2 separate regions of the Bos taurus genome follow, and region 2 is linked to region 1. The links are chromatin contacts, called in public Hi-C maps. All regions are on one chromosome and are shown on one strand. Each heading gives the region's core, a stretch centred on a gene start, on an enhancer-like site or on the middle of the called end of the contact. The rest is flanking DNA. Distances are from core to core; before and after follow the strand shown.

Evidence for each region. Hi-C and Micro-C count contacts between places; a contact is called where the count stands out from the background.
Region 2: a Hi-C map of blood shows a contact between it and region 1, with 4 times the contacts expected there. The contact joins the enhancer-like site here to the promoter of LOC112442324 in region 1. A contact is called at or near these places in 2 of 11 Hi-C or Micro-C datasets (blood and liver).

The regions. Positions count from the first base shown.
Region 1 is chr18:51,402,995-51,410,431 of ARS-UCD2.0, forward strand. LOC112442324 (carcinoembryonic antigen-related cell adhesion molecule 4) reads right to left here and starts at 3,575. Exons shown (of 8, transcript XM_059877564.1): 1 at 3,261-3,575; 2 at 1,939-2,298; 3 at 373-648. The coding sequence starts at 3,324.
Region 2 is chr18:51,437,802-51,445,238 of ARS-UCD2.0, forward strand. It overlaps LOC100336941, which reads right to left. Exons shown (of 17, transcript XM_024979129.2): 5 at 2,028-2,128; 6 at 1,681-1,712; 7 at 1,024-1,065; 8 at 606-780. Among named protein-coding and RNA genes, the nearest start is that of CXCL17, 65 kb to the right of the region's middle. Within about 2 kb of position 3,445, at least 6 of the 102 cell types and tissues checked have an H3K27ac peak or open chromatin away from gene starts, as enhancers often do. A contact at or near this core is called in blood, where this site is marked.

The DNA of each region.
Region 1 (7,437 bases), core at 2,325-4,824:
AGCCACACGTGGTACAATCAGAGGGAAGGGAAATTTCTGGTCTGTATTAGGGCCACAGCGTCCTTCTGTCTGGATCACAGCTTTGTTGTAGAAAGTCTCAACAATTACCTCTCATGTTCGCTCATCCCGAGCCTGAGATATTAACCTGTTTCTTTCGTCACAACCTCTCAAGACACAGCAGCCCATCCCCTCCTAGTCTTGATTCAAGGTAGGCCTGCCTGGAGTTGCCTGGGACAGGAAGTCATGGCCAGCCTGGGTGTCCAAAGGTGAGGGTCCATGCACTTGGATCTGAGAGGGATGGGTATGGCCTGGCCTCCAGTACTGTGGATTCAGCCAGGAGGCCTGGACCACGCAGGAACAGAGATTACTCACAGAGGCCATTCAGGGTGAATGGGTCACCATGGGTGATATTCTCTGGATTCCCGGCTTCAGACACATAGGGTCCTGTGTCATTCCTTGTCACATTGAACATAGTGAGAGTCCTGTTTCCCTCGCACAGTTCCAGCTCGGTGCTGTTGTAGAGGCTCTGATTGTTGATCAAACACAAGTAGATGTCCCGAGTCTCAAATCTACACGTTAACACCACAGTGTCCTTGTGCTCCCCGGGGTTGGAGTTGTTGCTCGTGATGACGGGTGTGGGTAGCACCGCTGTGCAGATAACAGAGAGAACATTGCCCTTTTCTACCTTTGGCTTTTCTAAAAGCATCTTCAATCAGAATTGGCATCTCTCACCTCTCAGCCAGACTGAGCCCTTAATGAATAAGGCAGGTCTGTGTATCAAAGACGAATGCATGGGGACCTGAGCTCAGAGAGTGTGAGGCCACCTGCTCTACGTCTGGGAGAAGCACAGGCTTCCTCAGGGGTCTATTATGTAACAGCGTTTAGTGGTGGACAGAACAGGGTGGGATTCAGAGACCACCTGGCGTCTGTCCTGGTTTCATCAACCAGCCTCGGGAGAGAGCTCCTTGGGCTGCACCCTGGAGAACGAGAAGCTTCTAGGAGTGTCTTCCTTCCTCTGTTCCTCCCTGGGGATGCTGCTCCCGGGGCAGTTGACTGACCGCCTGGGGACCTTGTACCTGTGTGCTCTCCATGCCAATTCTCAGGAGTAGGACCAGGCTGTGCCCCTGCGCGGATGTGGCTCTTGGGGCTGAGCCCTGGCTGGTGACCAGCTTGGAGCCTCCGGATTTGGCACAGGCTTCCCAGGGTCACTGGAGGCAGAAGCCCTGGGACAGGGTCTGGGAGGGGCTTCCTGGGGTTGAGCTTCTCTGTGAGGATCCCTGGGGCCCTCAGGCCAGGGTCTTCCCTGAGTCCTGCAGGGTCTTCCTCAGGGTCATGGTCACGGGGAGGGGCCCAGGGGGCTGGACTGAGAGCGCTCTCCCTCTGCTGCGTCCCTCATCAGACCGTCCTTCTCTCTACACAGTGTCTGCAGGGCCTGGCTTCCTGGAAAGCATTTCTGACCCTTTGGAGTTGGTCTCCACAGTGTGTGCGCTGCACTGAATGTTCAAACCCCGACACGGGACACAATGAGAGGGGGATGGAGGCGCCATCCAGGTCGGTCAGTCCTGTGAGTGTGAACAGAATTCACCCCGACCCATAGCTCAGTTGGTAAAGAATCCGCCTGCAATGCAGGAGACCCCGGTTCAATTCCTGGATCAGAAAGATCTGCTGGAGAAGGGACAGGCTACCCAATCCAGTATTCTTGGGCTTCCCTGGTGGCTCAGCTGGTAAAGAATCTGCCTACAATGTGGGAGACCTGGGTTAGATTCCTGGGTTGGGAAGATCCGCTGGAGAAGTGAAAGGCTACCCACTCCAGTATTCTGGTCTGGAGAATTCCATGGACTGTGTAGTCCATGGAGTCACAAAGAGTCGGACACGACTGAGCAACTTTCACTTTCACTTTCCCACCCAATACGCCAAGGTCAGAGAGGAAGCACTCACTATATATGCAGAGATGTCCAGTTTGTCCTTCTGTCTGTAAATCATCCTTTGTAAGGAGCAGCGTGTAGGATCCTGTGTCTTTCTGGGTGACGCTCTGGATCAGCAGGGTTCCGTTGGGGTACAGTGTCTCCTGTCCGCTGTGTGCAGGCCCTTTGGTAGTTACATTAGTGTCTATTCTATATGATGCAATTAGCTGGCTGTTGTCTATCCTGTCTCCTCTGTGCCAGGCATAGCCTAGAGGATTCTCTGTCACGTTGTGGGCAAGTAGAAGAACATCCGACCCTTCTGCAGCAAGGGGGGGCACCGTTTCAATAGTGAGCTGGGCAGTGGTGGGCGGGGTCCAGAAAGTTAAGAGGGAGACTAGGAGGGAAGAGAGAGAAATCAGTTAATATTGTGACCTGTGTGGGGGATGGGAAAATGCTGCCCTGGGTCCTGAGCAGGTCTCTTCATCCCTCAGCCTTAGTGTGTGAGTGTATGTGTGTGCGTGTGTTTGTGTGTGTGTAAGTGTGTGTGTGTGTGTGTGTGTGTGTATGTGTGTGTGTGTATGTGTGTGTGTCCTCCTGGTTCAAGGTCAGCAGCATGACCCCCATCACTTCAGCTCCTCTGGGCTCGTTTTTTCCTGTTTTCCCAGCTGTCCCCTGGCTCACTCCCTCACTGCCCTTACATGCCTGCTCACACTCAGGGCCTCTTGGGAGATGCCCCTCCCCCTGACCAGCTGCTGTAAAGACCTTCCGTGCTCACTTGCTGACCCTTCCCTGCTCCCTTTCCTGCGTGACGCCTGTAGCACCTGCCAGCACACTCTTGATCTCTCTGCTTGTCTGTCTTCCTCCCCACAGAGCGTGGGCTCCATGAGGGCAGTGGCTTGTCTGATCCTGCTTGAAACCCAGGGCCAGGACCAGGCTCCAGACCTTAGTACCTCGGGATGAAGGAAGGAGAGTTCCCAGGAATTCCACAGCCTGGTTTTTATTTGTTTGTCAGTTTCTAAGGGTGCCGGGTTAGGACAATGATTACTGTCCTGGTTATGTCTTTTTCTGTAGTGACACAACACATTGTTATTATCGTCATCAGTTTTCAACAATTACTGCTCAGTGAAGAATTACTCATAAAACCTACAGCAGTTGAGTCTTCCCGCCCCTCACCAGCTCTAGCTCATGGAGAGTCTCCTGTGGCTGAACCCGCCACCCTCCCCTGCTCCCCTGTCCTCTGCCCTCAGGTCTGAAGAGAAGCCCTCTATCCCCTCTCAGAGCCCTGTCTCCCCCAGACACCAGCCAGTCTCTTGTTCTCCACTCTCTGCCCACTCCCTGAAAATTGTCCCCTCTCACCTGCCAGGAGGAGCCTGTTCCAGGGGACATGCCTCCTGCTTGCAGGGCCTGACGGGGGCTCCATGGCGCCTGCTGTCTGCTATGTCCCTCTCTGTGAGGAGAACTTCTGGTCCAGAAACGCTCAGAAGCACTGCAGTCGTTTTGTGAGCTCTGCTGTTCTTCTGTGTGCTGGGCCTCCTCCGGGGGCAGGAGCACTTCACTGGGTCACGTGGCCCGGGGGCGGGGTCTCTGCCCAGGCCCCGCCCTCTGCCTCCCCTCTCCTCCTTCCCTCCCTAGTGGCCCCCCTCCCCTTTCCCCCTCAGTCTGTATTTCTATTCCCTGAACTCTGTTGAGTCCCCTGCCTTCTACAGCAGTGATTCTCCACCTACACACACACACACACACACAAACACACACATCTACACACACCTACACACACACACCCCTACACACACATACATACACACACAGCTACACACAGACACCTACATACACACACCTACCTATACACACACACGCACACACACACACAGACTCTTGTCTGGAAAAGCACAACCTTGGGGTGTCTGGGTCCGGGGTCCCCACTGCTCTGGATCAGATGCACACTCAACCTCCCCAACAGCCCTCTGTCATCCCTTTCTGGCTTTTCCCTTCAGAGGAGGAGCTTGGGGGTGGGGGGTGCATAAGGAATGCTTGTCACAGGTACGTCATCCCCAAGGTGCGTGGGAATCACCTGTGGAGCTTTATGAAGACTGCGAACCCCCAGGTGTCATCTTAGAAATGCTGTTTCAGCAGCCGCCAGATCACACGCTCGCCCAGCCTGACTGAGACCCCAGAACACCGGTTAGATTGCCCCACCCACCCCAGTGTTGGCCTCTGCTGTGTTTTGGTCTGAGGTCTCTCAGCAAAATGCACAGATCCAGGGGCTTCCAAATTTTGGTGGTAATTGTTCCTGTGACCCAGAAACCCAGCTGGATGCCCAGGGTCTTCCTGTTATCAAATACCTGAGAAGATTGCATTTACTTCCCGCTGGAAGGTCACACTGACTCTGGAGGAGAGAAAGGAGTCAGATGAGCGATGGGACCTGACCTCCACTTTCGAGTGTCACCAGCCTGGCGTCTGATTTCAGGGACAGACACCCAGAACCGGGTGTCAGGAGGAGCTGCAGTTTGCAGGTGAGAAGGGAAAGGTTTCCTGTGTGTCCTGGGAAGAGAGGAACCTGGTGCTGAGGGGTGGGCTGACTCTGGGCTCCCTGGTCCTCGGGTCAAGTTGCGGGAGACTCTCCCTCTCCTTGCCTGAGCCTTGGTTCAGAAACTATTCAGGTCCTCCTTGCCATTATAGGGCCTCCTCTCTCACCCTGGCTGATTTTTCTGTGGTCACTGTGATCTTTCCCATGGGTGGCTGCAGGCAGGGATGGGAGCTGGCATGGGTGCCCATAGGCCCCTAGAAGGTTGGGCAGTGTAGTGTGGGCCCACAGGAGGGGCTCTGAGGGTTGTTAGAGGAGGGGTCCCCTGGGGTCTAACGCCTGATGACCTGAGGTGAAAAGGCTATGGTTTTTCCAGTGGTCATGTTTGGATGTGAGAGTTGGACTATGAAGAATGCTGAGCGCCGAAGAATTGATACTTTTGAACTGTGGTGTTGGAGAAGACTCTTGAGAGTCCCTTGGACTGCAAGGAGATCCAACCAGTCCATTCTGAAGGAGATCAGCCCTGGGATTTCTTTGGAAGGAATGATGCTGAAACTGAAACTCCAGTACTTTGGCCACCTCGTGTGAAGAGTTGACTCATTGGAAAAGACTCTGATGCTGGGAGGGATTGGGGGCAGGAGGAGAAGGGGACGACAGAGGATGAAATTGCTGGATGGCATCACCGACTCGATGGACGTGAGTCTGAGTGAACTCCGGGAGTTGGTGATGGACAGGAAGGCCTGGCGTGCTGCAATTCATGGGGTTGCAAAGAGTTGGACACGACTGAACGACTGAACTGAACTGAACTGAATAAATGCACAATAATTGTAATGCATTTGTATTATCCCCAAACCACCTCCATTGCTCCGCAATTATTGTGCATGAAACCAGTCCCTGGTGCCATTAAGACTGGAGTCTGCTGTTTAGAGGGAGGGATAGAAATCAGGCTCCTTCACCTTCTTAGCCCAAGAAAGTTCACCTGTTAATTTCGTGTTGTCTGTGTGGCCCCATATCGCCCCCTGGAGGTCATGAGCAGACCTGGGGACAATGTAATGGGCTGCACAGGGATGCAAACGCTAAAGGGTGTGAGACTGCTCTGCACCCTGGGCAGAGGTGGGCTCCAGACTGAGGGGCTGTCTGCTGGGGTCCAGGTCACTGTGGGTCCCCAGGCTTCCTGACCTCATCCTAGTGAAGGGTGAGCCCAGGGAGAGGATGGGCATTGTTCAGTGGCAGGAGAGAACCATCCATCCAGGTGGACGTGTGCTCAGGAGGAGCTCTCAGTACCCGAGGCTTCAAAGGAGGGGCCAGCTGGGGGTGTCTGGGGCTTTGGACAGAGGGTGGTGGCCTGTGGGCTGGACCACCTCACGGCACTGGGCCCGCATCCTAGTTCTCTGTGCCCCATCAGTGGTCTGCTCTCAGCCTCTCCACAGTGCCAGGACCTGAGGCAGCTCCAAGTGGAGACTCTGGCAGGGGAGGGGAGACCCCCTTGGGACCTCAACCCCTCTGAGATGGAGCAACTGCAGAACTGTGTTCCCCTCTTCCCTCTGCTCCAGAAGTTCCCCTCGTTTCCCAGGACACCTTTGGAGGGAGGGGCTGAGATGTCTCCAGGGACCAGACCCAGGTGTCCCCACAGATCATGGACCTTGGGATGAGGAGCTGCTCCCCGATTCCCGCGAGTTCACGCTGGGGCTTCCCCCTCCCCTGTGGGCACTCCCTTGGGATGGAGGATTGGAAGTCAGCCAGGTCAGCTCTCAGAGAGAAGGAGAAGGACTCAAGCTGCCAGTTCAGGCCCTCCAGGGAGACTACCAGATTTTCCTGAGTAGAGATGGGAGGGGGTGTGAATATCTGGGAATGAGCAGAGGTCTGACTCCTCACACTTAAGAGGCCCCTGTCCTCACTCCTGACTCCAGGATGAATAAAGTCCCGTCCTGGAGCAGCTGTGGGCACTTGCAGGTTTCCTCCCACTGTGATGCCAGAGCCCCTGTGTCCACAAGGAATATTCTCTGACCCCTCGGTGTCACATGGGTGGGGTGTGGGGGTGGCTTCTGTTATGCAGATTCCCTTATCTATTTCAGTTCAGTTCAGTTCAGTCGCTCAGTTGTGTCAGACTCTTTGCAACCCCATGAACCGCAGCACACCAGACTTCCCTGTCCATCACCAACTTCCTGAGTTTACCGAAATCTCCATTGAGTTGGTGATGCCATCCAACCATTTCATCCTCTGTTGTCCCCTTCTCCTCCTGCCCTCAATCTTTCCCAGCATTAGGGTCTTTTCAAATCAGTCAGCTCTTCACTTCAGGTGGCCAAAGTATTGGAGTTTCAGCTTCAACATCAGTCCTTCCAATGAACATCCAGGACTGATCTCCTTTAGGATGGACTGGTTGGATCTCCTTGCAGTCCAAGAGACTCTCAAGAGTCTTCTCCAACACCACAGTTCAAAAGCATCAATTCTTCGGTGCTCAGCTTTCTTCATAGTTCAACTCTCACATCCATACATGACCACTGGAAAAACCATAGCCTTGACTAGATAGACCTTTGCAGACAAAGTAATGTCTCTGCTTTTTAATTTGCTGTCCAAGTTGGCCATAAGTTTCCTTCCAAGGAGTAAGCAATTTTAATTTCATGGCTGCAATCATCATCTGCAGTGATTTTGGAGCCCCCCCAAAATAAAGAGTATTTATTGAGCATGTGTGACATGTCAGCCCTGGGTTGTGTCCTGGACTCAAGAGAATAAGATAGATTTGGACTCTGGGCTCACACACCTGACCTTGTGACAAGGAGACAGACACTCAGAGAACATCCTGGAAATAAGGAGCTAATTATGATGGAGGGATAGACTGAAAGGGAAGGGTCTGGTGCATCTGGAATCTGTCATGGAATCTCAGCTGGACTGGGTGTCATGGGAGGCACCCCCTGAGAAAGTGATCTTTTGACTGAGATGTGAAGGGTGAGCAGAGAAGGATGGGGCTCAGAGGGCAGAACTACCTAGGGGAGTCTGGCCTTCAGATGGGCC
Region 2 (7,437 bases), core at 2,195-4,694, 35 kb after region 1:
GACACCAAGAGGCTGCAAAAGGGCCTCACCCATAAAAGTTGTCTCACCCACGACTCGTCCTTCCTGACTCATGTTCTAGTGGGTCTCAGACGGTCCCATATTCTGTGCTCCAGAGACTCCATGCCAAGTGAGCAAGCACTGGGAGGTGTCTGGGACCCCAGGGCAGTGTGAGGACTGCCGAGTGCCCATGTGGCTGCCAATGGTCTGGTGACCCTCCTTTCCTGTTAGCATGCCCCCTCCCTCCATTCTCACAATCTTCCCCTTCCTTTCCCCCAGGGAATAGATGGGGAGGTCAGGTAACTAGAGCTAATACTTTCCCTGAGCAACCATGGAGAGACCAGAGCAGAGATTCAGGTGAATTTCTTGCTGGACAAGACCCAAGGGCAGTATATTTTGCAACCAGGGGAAGGAAAGTGCTCTTGATTCAGATCTCTCTGCTGGTCCACCGTGGGTCACAGGCCCAGTCACTTGCCCTGTTGAAACCTCTCCCCACTGTGGGAATTGCAGCCTGAGTTCTGGTCCATCCAGGCTTCAGGGCAACCTGTCAGTGTTGCCAGGAATCCAGGAGGACCCTGAGCCTGGGCCTAGGTTCCCGAATAGCCTCAGGTCTCAGAGCTGGTTCTCTGCCTCAGGCTCTTCCTCTTGACCTCACTCGGGTCTTGGGTCTCAGGTAAGCTCTTTCCCACAGTCCGTAAGGAGACGTGTCTGGAGGAACTAAGGACCCACATCTGCTTTGTGGCTGATATTACAGTAAACATCTGTGTCAGGGTGTAGTAATTCCTGCAAAAGAAAACCGATGCCTTCGAGCTCATGTAACCTTCTTAGATGACTTCCCAGGGACTTCCCAGCCCCGGGTTACCCAGGGTCTGTTCGTGTCAGAGGTTTTTGGTCCAGACCCACCTCCTCTTATCCCCTCTCCATCTTTCCTGCTATTTCTTGGACCTCCAAACACAGCCAGATGTGCAGGGGGCACTTCCTTTGCCTTCTGGGCTATGGAACCAGAACTTGGATCCCCACACTCACCTGGTAGATGGGAGCTGGTGGCCTGGCATCAGGTAGGGAGGCCTGGGCATGGAGGAAGTGGGCATCAGAGGAGAGGGAAAGAGTCATTTCTCCCGACCAGCCATCTCCAAGCCTGGAACCCCGACCCCAAATCCTATCTGGGCTCTGTTTCCCACCCTTGTTAGCCTAGCTCCCCTGACGGATGATCCAGTGCCCACTCTCTTCCTGGCTGAACTCCAAGGTTCTCCTGAGTTCTAGTCAGGGGACCAGAGCAGCCTCTGGATAAGGTTGTGGGTGGTCATGTCCCTGAAGTGCATCCAGCTCCCAGCTTGGTGGGACTTGCCATGTTCTAACTACTCTGATGAGCTTCCCTGGTGGCTCAGAAGGCAAAGAATCTGCCTGCAATGTGGGAGACCGAGGCTCGATCCCTGGGTCAGGGAGATCCCCTGGAGAAGGCAATGGTAACCCATTCCAGTATTCTTGCCTGGAGAAATCCATGGACAGAGGAGCCTGGCAGGCTACAGTCCATGGGGCCACAAAGACTGGACATGACTGAGTGACTTTCAACTACCCTCGAGTGAAGGGTGTCTCACAGTGCTTCTGGGTTGGACAGTCCCCGTGCCCTGAGCCTGTGAAGCGGGGACGCTGGGAGAAGAGACAAGGAAGGAATGTACTTACCTGGGAGACAGAGCTGCCAGAGGGACCACCTCCTGGGAGGAGACAAGAGTTACCACTGAGCATGTGAGGAAGCTTAGCCCATTCTCCTAGGAGAGGTTGGATGTCCACCTTCTGGAGAACCATGGGAGAACGATCCCCACCAAGGGAGAGAACCTCTGGCGATTTCAGGCCCCAGTGAGGGCGAGGAAGCCTCCCAGGATGATAACCCATAGGAAAAGCAGACTAGCCAATCGGGATCCCTGTGCTTAAGCCCCAAAGGGCCAGAGACCCTGGGGGTAGCAGGCAGGAACAGACATGGCAGGGCCTGACCGGGGCTCCCCGCTGTCCTGGGCTGAACAGACACTCACCTGAGGTGGACGCTGGGGGCCAGTTCCCTCTGTTGTGCACGCAGCTGGGGTTAGGAAAGAAAAACAGGCATATTTGTGAGGAGTGTAGACGGAGGTCAAGGCTCTGGAGTCAGAACACGGGACAGGAGGATCTGAATGTCCAAGCAGGGGCTGGACACCTCCTTTCTCCACCAAGGCTGCTTCGGAGGGGAGGGCCCAGTAAGGACACTGAGGAAAGTCCTTAAGAAGCCATATCTGCCCTGAGTCCAGAGGGGCAGGACCATAGGCTAATAGGGTTCAGGAGAAAGTGGCCACTGAAGGGACCATGGCTCTGGGAAAGGCGTCCATCCATCCAAAGCTTTGTCTGAGTGGATTCGTCACGCTTATGGAGAGAGCAGGGCCAGTGCATGGGGAGGAAAGCGGTCAGCCAGTGACTCTGGGATCTCACTGAGGGCAGTGTCGCTGCTGTGGCCACCCGCCCTCACCCAGGAGCTGCTGAAATGTGACAGTGGCCTTGTCCTCTGTCTCCATCTACCTGGACCTTAAGTGTAAAGACATCCCACCACCTGCGGACCTGGCACGATGTTCTGTCTCATGCATCAGGGGTGTTGTTAATGTATCTGCCACGTGGGGGCATTTGACCCCACCTGGCCTGTCCAAACTTCCACTCTCTGGCCAAGTGTGGACTTGGCGAAGACGACCCTCAGATCCTGGCCCTGTGACTGCCCCTCATCAGAGTAGCTGGATTTAAATATACAGGAAGAGATACCTTTTTCTGAGTACTTACTACCTGCCAGCCTACATATAGGGAACGAGGACAAGGAGGTGTCTTAATTGTGTTAACTGATAGATGGGCCTTCCCTGGTGGCTCAGAGGTAAAGAATCTACCTGCCAATGCATGGGACACAGGTTCAATCCCTGGGCCAGGAAGATACCCTGGGGAAGGAAATGGCAACCCACTCTAGTATTCTTGCCTAGAAATTCCATGGACAGAGGAGGTCATGGAGTGGCAAAGGAGATGGATACAACTTCGTGACTAAATAACAAAATAAACTAGGACGGTGTTAAGGAAGTTGCCAGAGGTCAATATCTAGTGAGGCAGGAACTGGAGAAAGAGAGAGAATACCCGTGGGGAAGTGGGGGGGTCCTGGAGATCCAGGCCGGAAATTGGAGGATGGGGTGTCCTTCCTCTAGGACTAGGGTCAACCTGGGGGTGGGGGCAGCATCTGGGAATGCCACTGTACCTGTGAAGGAAAATGAAACACCCCAGGACAGCCAGCAGCGTCAGCACAAGCAGGACCCCAATCACGATGCCAGTAATGGCCCCCACACTGAGGGCTTGGGCGTTTTTTCGCCCTGAAAGCAGAAGAGAAAGAGAGGGGAAACGGGGTCCGAGTTCACTGGAGGCAATACCAAGAGGAGTCTTACAGGGAGAGGGCCTGGTTAGGAGGAAGGAAATGCTCTGAGGCCTGTGTGGTTGCGTGTGTTGTCATCACAGTGTCCTCCTGACCCTCCCACTGCACGAGGCTGTGTCATTTCCCTCTTCGTCAGATTTGAAACCTTGGACTTGCTCTAGCTCTCCATTCTCTCACTGTAGCCATCTCCATGTCCTGTTCATTTTCCTTTGAAGGACTCTTTTCTTCTCACATTATGCCCCCTCCCTCTGATTTTTTGTTTCCATCACAACTGTCGGTCTTAGAGGGTAGTTCCTCTCCAGTCCACCCAACATTAATTAGTAGTAATAATATTAATGAACTGTTTCCAGGTACTCCTGTGCGACTGGCACAGTGGGAAATCATTTACACCCATTTTTTCTCATCTTTCCATCCCCACGAGGGAGGGGTTTTCATCCCCGCTGTGCATACATAGATTTGAGACACACAGTTCTTCAATAAAGGAATGGAGGCCCCAGAGCTAGGACCAGGTGAAACAGAAATGTAACCGAGTTGTTTGACTCTACAGCCAAAACCCACAACGCTGAAAACCAAAATATCCCCCGTGAACACTTCTTGCCTGCCGACTCTGTGTGGTAAAAATTTTACCTACAGGGAGAATTTTAATCTCATTCCCTTCCTAGTGACCAACCTCACAGCAGCCCTAAGATCCAGCTCTTCTTCTCCGATTTACAGAGGGGGAAACGGAGGCACAAGATCCAGTGCCTTGCCTATAGTCAAACAATTCTCACAATAACCGAACTATGACAAAATTAGCTCAGTTTTGCATAATTAATTAAACACATTGTTCTACAGGCTCCGAAAGGAGACTACCCATGTCCTCATTATTTGCATTCATTACACACCCACTTCCAGTGAAATTACACAGGAAGAGAGGTGTGGAAGGTCACTATAGTGCTCAGTGGGGAGCTGGCATCACATCTGCAGACTCTGACTGGGAGGAGACCCCACACTGATGGGACCCCGCGTCCTCTGTCCTGACACTCTTGCTGGTCTGGAACAGCATCACCTTCTCAGTGAGCCGTAAATTCTGCTCATTGATTCACCGACCATTGGATGCTTGTCCCCATATCACTTGGTCTGTTTGCACCCAGATTGGAAGGCTCGTGGGATTTCGAAGAGGGAGGGATTGACTACCAAAGAGCGTGACCTTTGTCTGTGGTTCCAGTTCATTGGGATTGCCTCCTCTGTCCATGGAATTCTCAAGGCAAAAATACTGGAGTGGGTTGCCATTTCCTCCTCCAAGGGATCTTCCTGTCCTCCAGGGATCAAACCTGCATCCCTTTGTCTCCTGCATTGGCACTGGCAGGCAGGTTCTTTACCACTAGCCCCACATGAGAAGCCCCTAGAGAGGGAAGGGAGTACGTCAAACTTGAGGAGAAGTCCAGTTCCTTGATTGATGCCATCTGAGAGCTCCGTGGGATGAGCCTTCCTTCTCAGGGTCCACAACTAGCCTCCTCTCTTTGTGGTTTTCTGCTCCTAGTGTGCTTGTCTGAGATTGACCCAGTAGCCACATAATCAGTGTCCATGTCTAAAGCACTGGAGTCCACAGTGTGAGGGGATGGCTGTCTCCACATTGGTCAGGTCTGAGGAGCACCTGCTTCTCAAGAACGATGTGTTCTTCCTCATTGTTAAATTATTTAAACAGGGTTGAAGAAAATCTGGAGCTGAAGAATAAGAAGTGAAAACAATAACTTAGAAGGGCGATTCCTCAGCACGTCTGAGCAGGTAGAAGAAAGCATCCATGAACACGAAGATAGAAAAAAAGAAGTTATTTAGACTGGGGAGTAGAAAGGGAAAAAAAAAGAAGGCAAATAGTGACTCCAGGCAAAGTATTATGCAGAACTCCATCAGGTGGACAAACATATGCAGGATGGCAGTTCCTGAAGGAGAAGAGAGAGGGAAAAACAATGAAAAAAATATATAAAAATGAATGGTTTAAAACCTCCAAAAGTGGATGAGATCACATACTAGAGATGGTTGAGGAACTCCAAAAAGGGGTAACTCAAGATATAGACATTGTGACACAATAGAGTCAAGTTGTTGAGAGACCGAGGGAAAGAGGAAGTGTAAAACGCAGCGAGAGAGGAGTGACTCAGCGTGTGCAGCAGATCTTCAACAGTGTGAAAAGCGAATTCCACATCAGAAGGCGTTGGGATGACCGACTGAAGTCCTAAAAGCAAGACTGTCAACCGGCGAAGCAATGTACAGAGAAGCTCTCCTTCAATGAAGCTCAAATTAGGACTTTTCCAGATAAACAACAGTCGAGGGAACTCATTCCCTGGAGACACAGCATATATGAAGTGTGAAAGGAAGCCTTTAAGATGACTGAACAAACATTACATGGTAACTCAGAGCCACAGGCAACCTAGAGAAGAGAGGTCAAATTACACAATAGGTAGCTATCTTATCTAAGCCGGTATTATTGTCTTTTATATAATTGCTCATTTTTGTTTTTTATTTCAAAGATATTACATGAGACAATGTTTATAAATCTATATAACGGGCATATATTGTACAAGGACGGCTGAAATATAGGACAGTAAGTGTGTAATATGGAGGCGATGGAGATGCACAGAGCACCTCATTTGTAATATACATCATAGAATCTGGTTGGTATTTCAACTCCATAGTTATATGTTTAAGATATAACTGTCATCTTCAAGTTAGAAACTAAGAAAAGAACTGAAAGACATTGGAAAGGGGAAGAACAGAATCAAAATGACACATATGAAAGGAAATCATCTAAATACCAAAGAGGAAGTAATAGAGGAATTAATGAATAAAGCATGTAAGACATATAACAAATAGCTAGATGGCAGAAGCTCTTTCTTATTGGGAAGTATTTGAATGATAGATAGCCTCAACCTTCAAATTAAAGGCAGAGGTTGACAGAATGGATAAAAATTATGACCCCTCTCTATACTCTCTTCAAGAGACTCACTTTAGATACAAAAACATAGAAGGTTGAAGTAAGGCTGGAAAAAGATATTCTATGCAAGTAGCAATAAAAAGAGAATTGTGGTGGCTGTATTAGTGTCTGCTATAATCATCTCTAAATCAAAAAAGCCTGCAAGAGACATTAGGACCTTGCATATCAAGAAAAGTTTCCATCCATCAAGGAAATAGAACAATTATAAGCATTATGCACCCAACAACACCAGATTTGTGAATCAAAAATGGACGGCATCAAGGGGAGAAATAGCTCGGTCATAACACTGATACTACAACACCCCACTTTCAATAATGGACACAGCAGTCAGAGAGATTTCAGTGACAACTAGAGACCGTGAGAACACTGTAAACCAGAGACCTAACCGACCAACAGACAACACACAGTCATAGGAGTTTATGTTGGACAAAGTGCAGTCCTCAAGGCCCCCAGCTCTCACCACACATGACCACCGCCCATCCTGTGAAGAAACGGTGTCACTTCCACTGTAGAGACGATGGTGCAACTAAGAAAGCCAAGTGGAGGGACCTGGAGTTGAGTGTGGCAGCAAGCCTGCAATCACAACAGTGCGAACTAACATCCTGACACTTACTGCCTGAACATGTCTGCTGTAAATTCCACCTTCATCGGAGCGCGTATTCACAAAGCTCTATAAAGTGCATAACAAACACCACTGTACACATAAGAAAAAGGAGATTTAGGCTTTATGACTCACCAGGGCTTCCTAGGAGGCACCAGTGGTAAAGATCCCACCTGCCAATCAGGATTCAGTCCCTGGGTGGGGAAGATCCCCTGGAGGAGGTCACAGCAACCCCTGCAGTGGAAGGTGGAGTCTTAACCACTGGACTGCCCAGGAAGTCCCAGGTACTGATTTTAGTGCTGCTTCCAGCGGTCTTGGCAACGAGGCTTCACAGCAGAGGGCCAGGAGAAATCAGGGGATGAGGAGGGGAGAGACAGCACATGTTCCAATTGCTTGAAGTGAAGGAAATGAGATGATAGGCTAATTGTTGGTGGAGTTAATAAA